2 separate regions of the Mus musculus genome follow, and region 1 is linked to region 2. Evidence: chromatin contacts called from public Hi-C data. All regions are on one chromosome and are shown on one strand. The core of a region is the stretch at or near the end of the contact, and the rest is flanking DNA. Distances in the headings are between cores, read along the strand shown.

The links. A called contact is a pair of places that touch in the nucleus more often than the background predicts.
Region 1: a contact with region 2 is called in a Hi-C map of liver, with 3 times the contacts expected there. The contact joins two enhancer-like sites. A contact is called at or near these places in 6 of 484 Hi-C or Micro-C datasets (the AML12 cell line and liver), 1 of 115 datasets of contacts at active chromatin or transcription factors (differentiating embryonic stem cells) and 1 of 9 other capture datasets (embryonic stem cells).

The regions. Positions count from the first base shown.
Region 1 is chr9:74,700,929-74,704,180 of GRCm38.p6, reverse strand. It overlaps Gm40533 (a long non-coding RNA gene), which reads left to right. Exons shown (of 3, transcript XR_870920.1): 3 at 1-424. Among named protein-coding and RNA genes, the nearest start is that of Gm40533, 8.9 kb to the left of the region's middle. Within about 2 kb of position 1,975, at least 5 of the 459 cell types and tissues checked have an H3K27ac peak or open chromatin away from gene starts, as enhancers often do. A contact at or near this core is called in liver, where this site is marked.
Region 2 is chr9:74,521,399-74,524,460 of GRCm38.p6, reverse strand. Gm33459 (a long non-coding RNA gene) reads left to right here. Exons shown (of 2, transcript XR_379628.2): 2 at 2,778-3,062. Among named protein-coding and RNA genes, the nearest start is that of Gm33459, 5.8 kb to the left of the region's middle. Within about 2 kb of position 1,795, at least 3 of the 459 cell types and tissues checked have an H3K27ac peak or open chromatin away from gene starts, as enhancers often do. A contact at or near this core is called in liver, where this site is marked.

The DNA.
Region 1 (3,252 bases), core at 726-3,225, 180 kb before region 2:
ATCTGATTTTCCTTTGAAACTGACAAGGTGACGTGGGCAACTGTCCACATGGCTCAGGACAGGGAGCATCAAGTCATTCCACATGGGCCATCAGACAGCACCTAGAGGTAATGGCCTTTTGTCAATAGTGTCCTGGCTTGGATTCAAATCAGTGACTTAGGGGTGAAAGGCTCTGGATTCTATTATGAAGTGCCCTGAGCTGTCTAGGGGCTGAAAACCATCCCTCATCACACTTAATGGTGGAATTTAAGGAGCCGCTCTTGCTTTTTCTGCCTCTCTCTCTTCCTTCTGTTCTTTTGCCTTTTAAAACTTAAATCCAAGTTTGGATCAAATGGACCACTAGACATGGTGGAAAAGATCTGTTAATATGTTTTTATTTATTATTGAATATTGAATTATTATATATTGAAGGTTAAAACATAACATACATCTCTATTACTTCCCTCCACCTCTCCCTTTTTCCCTTCCTCCCTCTCTTCCTCCTTCCTCCTTTTTTCTATATATTGTCAATCTAATCTCTTTATATTTCCTTTCTCCTCCCTCCCTCCCTCCCTCCCTCCCCCTTCTTCCCTCTTTCCCTTCCTCTTCCCCTCCCTTTTTTCCTCTTTTTTAGTACTACTTTCTTTCCGAGCTAAATATTAGTATACATCATTTGAATAAAATTGTTCTCTTAAGGTTGAACTCATGAATCCAGGCAGACAAGCCTGTTTTTAGGGGTGCACTATGGTCTCAAGAATAAGACATGCTTATGGTCAAGAACAAAGAGAAAACTCTTCTAGAATGAGACCCAAAGGTGCTCCGGCTGTGCAGGTGGGAGAGCCAGATAGAACCTGCAGCTGGGACTCCCGTGGGGCTGAAGGTGAAGGGCCCACTCCTGCCCGTGTTTGCTCTCACCATTAGCTGTAATGAAACCCGTGCCTTGCAACCAAAATGCTTGCTAAAGGTCACAGGATCCATTTTTCTTGCTAGCAGCTAGCCTTTTTCTTCTCCCCTGCCCGTTTGAATCTTAACCTTGTAACTAACGACATGATCTTAGAAATAAATGAACAATTCAGCCAGGACTGCTTGCAAATTAAGACAAAATAACTAGAAAAGCCACCGTGCTCCCTTAAAGACTGGAAACTAGGTTGGCGATAACGTCGTAAGCGGCACATTAGGGTTTTGTAACTCTTTGTTCTTAAGCTGTACAATCCCATTAAACTGGGGGGTTTCAAAAGCCTTTCTGAGAAAGACTCTGCTGCTTTCTGCAAGGCTCCTCCTCGTGGTAACTGTGTGGTAATGAGCACCTTCTTTTCAGGTGAATTTGGGGGAGGTGAGGGCCAAAAGCCGCTCTCCCTGTCCTCTTACCCTTATTTCTTTGAGACCATATTTTCACAGGGCTCCGGGATCAAATGCTGGAGATGATTTCTAGCCTTTTGCATGACTACAGATAGAAAGCTGTAGCCATAGGCAATGGTGCTGGGACCCCAGCACAGGTCAGGGGGAGTGGTGACCTCTATTAGGCCTGGCTGCTCGGCAATGCCGGAAAAGCTGGCATGACCTGACATTCGTCCATGACCAAGGTCTGAGATATGTGCTGAGTTTTATCTCTTTAGCATTGATTTCTGTTAAAAGATAACTAAACCTGAGAAAAATGTCATATTTTAGTGTCAATGAATGATGTAAAAAGATAGAATTGGAGGAGCAAATGTAGATGGAATGAGAACGGGGAAGAATTAGACAAGGATTGAAGGTGACTGTCTGGTTAGACCTCGGAGCAGACAAAGGCTCTGTGACCTCCTTGTGCAAAACTACTTTCTGTTTTTGCCCCTCCAAACTTGAAAATACCAGACTCCTTAGACTGAAATCCCAAGGTTGTATGGATCCCAGACTATGACATAGTTACTTCTGGAACATTCCTCTGGGTTCCTCTTCCCATTGATTCGGCTCTTAGTTAATGATGTCACTTACATGTGAAATGCTTGGCTAACACAGCCTTTTCTGCCAATGAATAAAGACATGGCCTTAAAGAGTTGAAGGCTGAACTGCCAGGCTCAGAGGCCTCTGCGACAGAGAGAGAATGCTGTTTTGCCACAGGCTAGTGAGAAGGCATTAGTGGTTAGAAGCCATCTGTAGATGAATCCTGTCTACACTATCTGTGTAAGGAAGTCTTACAGTAGGTTGCAATGATTTGGCTTTCTGCCACCTCTGTTTATGTAGCATGTATATTCACAAAGCACACGGGCATACCATCTCACTTCTGTCACACAGCTTGCCCATAGAACATCTGGAGAGATTTTTAGAAACAGAGAAGTGTGGTCGTCTCTTTCTTGCTTGCTTTGTTTCCTCATAAAGGGACCGGATCTATGTGTCCAGAGCCAAATGGATGTAATTAGGTGAAGAATCGTTTTCTCTCTGTGTCTGAGCAAATATGTTTTGCAGTATACCAATTTCTCAAGGGCAGTGGGCTGGGACGGCCAGTCATTGCTGGGGGACGGCTGCTGACCTTCAGGCCAGGCCGACTTTAATTTGCACACCACCGCTGGTCCCAGGAGGCTCTTCAGGCCAGGCCACACAATCAACACAAACTAGCAGCCTTCTATTGCCCAGCTGCCCTCGCCCACCACCCTGAAGGACGTGGTCATGTAGCTAACTAGACATTGCTGCTGCCCAGATTTTGGAAGTGTGAACTGGGAAATTAAACTGAGTCTAGGCTGATAAGCAGAAGCCAAGAAGCCTTGGTGTCTCCTGGTGTCTCTCTTTCCAAATGCATTATTTAGCAGGAGTCGACAGGCAGCATCAACCTTTTGTTCTGATGACACACCCTGAGCCCTCCTTTCAAAACAAGATACTGAAAGGGAACTTGGAAAATAGATCCAAATTATGCAAATCATCTGAGAAGGAAGTGGTGCCTCAAAGCCTTAGTTTGGCCAGGGATTGCAGACTGTTGATTCTGCTGTCTCCTATCTTCTCTAGACTGAAACTGAACCATGGAAGGTCCCCTAGCAGTCATCACAGCTGTCTTAAGGAGTGGGCGGGGTTGCTACTAGATCATTACAGTTGATTGCTGCACGATGGATCAAAAGGAAAAAGGAGGAAGAGGGGGAGGGGGTGTGGGAGAAGAAGAGACAAAAAACCTGATCGACTAGATGGGGTGAGTATGTGCTCTTGGGTTTCTTTGAGTGTGAAAAAGAATAAGCATTCTGGGACTGAGATCTTGTTTTTAACTAGAGAAAATTAAAGGGAGATAGCATGTGACGCCAGCTGTAGCTT
Region 2 (3,062 bases), core at 546-3,045:
GAGAATGGCTCCTATGGCCTCAGACTTGGAAAAGTTGGTCCCTCATCGGTGGAACTCTTCTGGAAGGATTTAGAGGAATGGCCTTATTGGAGAAGTCATGTCCCTGGGTGGTGGGTGGGGGGACTTTGGGATTTCAAAATCCCATGCCATTACCAGTTAGCTCTCTCTGATATGAGCTCATAGCTGTTTCTGCTGCCATGTCTTCTCGCCACCATTGTGGAGTCTAACCTTCTGGAACCATAAGCCCAATTAGATGCTTTCTTTTATAAGTTGCCTTGGTCATGGTGTTTTATCCCAGCAATAAAAAAGTAACTAAACAATCCTCAACACTTGGCTTTAACAATGTCCTAGCAAAACAAAATTTCAGGCACCCTGTGCTTCCCAGCTCTTCATTCTTTTGCTCTATTTCCATGATTTTGTTGTTGTTCTTGTTGATCCAAGAGTCATCACAATAAGATAAAAGGTATGATCCTCTTCCTATGTATACATCAGCCAGGGGACACTGACCTGAGAGTCAGAGGATATCTGAGTTTGGGGCAGTCAGTGGTAGTGTACCTGATAATTGGAGGTGGGGATGCTCACACAGTTGTACTGGGCTGCAACCCTACCCAAAAGTCAATGAGCCACAAAGTCACTCTGAAGTGACTGGCTCAGATAAGGCTGGTGCGGGGGATGGGAAGTGAATGGAGCTTTATAAAAAATAAACTGAGGAGTGTAGGGTGTTTCTCACTGACTCTGGATTTCTAGGACGAGTGTGATAAAGATGCCTGAGGAAAGGAAGGGTTGGAGAGCTGCAGACTTCCCTCATTTTACGAAGGCAGGCTGTGATAGATTTCTTAATGAGCTTGCAGCCCCAGAAGAGGAACAACAATATGAACTAACCAGTACCCCCAGAGCTCTCAGGGACTAAATCCAACCAAAGAGTACACATGGATGGACCCATGGCTCCAGCTGCATATGTAGCAGAGGATAGCCTTGTTAGATATCAATGGGCGAAGAAGCCCTTGGTCCTGAGAAGGCTTGATGCCCCAGTGTGGGGGAATGCCAGGACAGGGAAGTGGGAGTGGTTGAGTTGGTGAGTAGGGGGAGGAGGCATGGGATAGGAGATTTTCAGAGGGGAAACCAGGAAGGAGGATAACATTTGAAATGCAAATAAAGAAAATATCTAATAAAAAAATGAGGACACTGAGTAAAGCTGCTTGCTGGGTTTCAGGATGAGACTCTGAGCCTATTCAGTCACGTGAATTCATGTTTTTCCTTTTCTCAAGATTTAAAAAATATATATGTGGGTGTGTACATGTGTGTTTGCTTGTGCCTGCAGATATTAGAGGACGGCAGGAGCTAGAGTTATGGATGGTTGTGAGCTGCCGAGTGTAGGTGCTGGGAACTGAGTTTAGTTCCTCTACAAGAGCCCCAAGTTCTCTTAACTGCTGAGCCATCTCCCCAACCACCTCATATATAGTTTATTTATAATCCTTCATTTAGATTGGTGTGCAAACAGGACCCATGTTTAAAGAGAGTTGGTCTCCTTAGAACGAGATGGTAAAAAGTTGTACTGGAGTTTAATAGGTCGCCTTTGGTTTCCAGTACAGTTCAAAGCCCCCTCCCCTCCGTGGGGCTCTGCTGAAGCATTGCTTCCCTCTGGTAGTCTCCTTCCCTAGTGGAGACTGCGGTTTCCTCCTTTTCATAGCTGAGAAGGATTCTGCTGGGGAAGTGAGCTAACAGAGCTGCTAAGATGGTTCAGGGCTAAGGGCATTTGCCCCAAGCCTGAGGACCTGGGTTTGATCCCTGGAATTCAAATGGCATAAGGTAAGAAACTTCTCCTGGAAGTTGCCCTCTGACCTTAACACACACCCTGTGACACACCCACATTTCCTCACTTCTTGAAAACAAATAAAGGTAAAAAGTGGACTAATGAACGGCTAAAATTCAAAGACAAATAAAAATTGCCTGTCTTTGTAGGTAGTTTCATAATCTATTTGTCAAGCCCTTGTTTAATGAACCCCAGGTAATATTTCTTTGAAGAGAAAGGGGAAAATTTTCCCAACAAAATGACAAATTAGAGTAATGCATTTGAGACTCTTATTTTGAAATTTACTTTGAAAATAATAGTACTTACTTATCATTTTAATAACCTACTTAATTTCCTCTTGAGTGTCTGTCTATCTCTATATAACTAAAATATATGCTTCTATCAAACATTTACCTATCAGCTATATCATTCATCTATCATGTCTATGTTTGGCATTATCTGTTTACCTACTTAATTATCCATCATCTCTTTCTCTCATCTCTGTATGCATATCAGATGTCTATCAATCAATTATCTTTTATTTATTATCCATTTATCATCTATCAGTCTATCATCTACATATCTGTCTGTCTGTCTATCTGTATCAATCATTATCTTGCATTATCTTCCCTTCTCTTATCCTCCTCCCCCTCCCCCTGTCCTCTTCTTTCTCCTCTTCCTCCTTCTCTTCTTGCTCTTCCTCCTCCTTCTTTTTCTTTTATTGATTTCTGCTCCAGGCAGACTCATTTTGAAGCTTGGCTCTTGCCTCTTCTCTGCAGCCACCTTATAGGCAAAAGCTTAAGCTCCTTCCAATAATCACTCCTAGGTAGAAGTCCAAGAACACCGCAATTAAAGTATCAAATTTCAGAGGCTGAACCAATTAGAACCAAGAGAACTTTTGCTTGCTTTTATGTTTTGGTGTATCTGACCATTTATATTCATAGAATCCCAATTTGACATTCTTTTAATACTTCCTCTCTTGCAGCCCGAGAGGTCTTAAACTTCCAGTGTGGATGGCTAGTCCTCACTTCTTTATCCAGGCAACACACAGCACGGATGGACAGAAAACCAAACACCTTTGCCAAGAACAATTACTGAGGGTGTGAAACGATGAAGACATAGAGAATACTGCTGCATAGAAATGTTCACAGTTCTTCAATTTCCAAAAGGAATTCAGAGGGAGAACTTGGATTAATGTAAATAATGTGATTTTTTTGAAATACAAATGAATATTGATTGAGAGGGTTGAAATGGGACAAGAGAGTGAAGA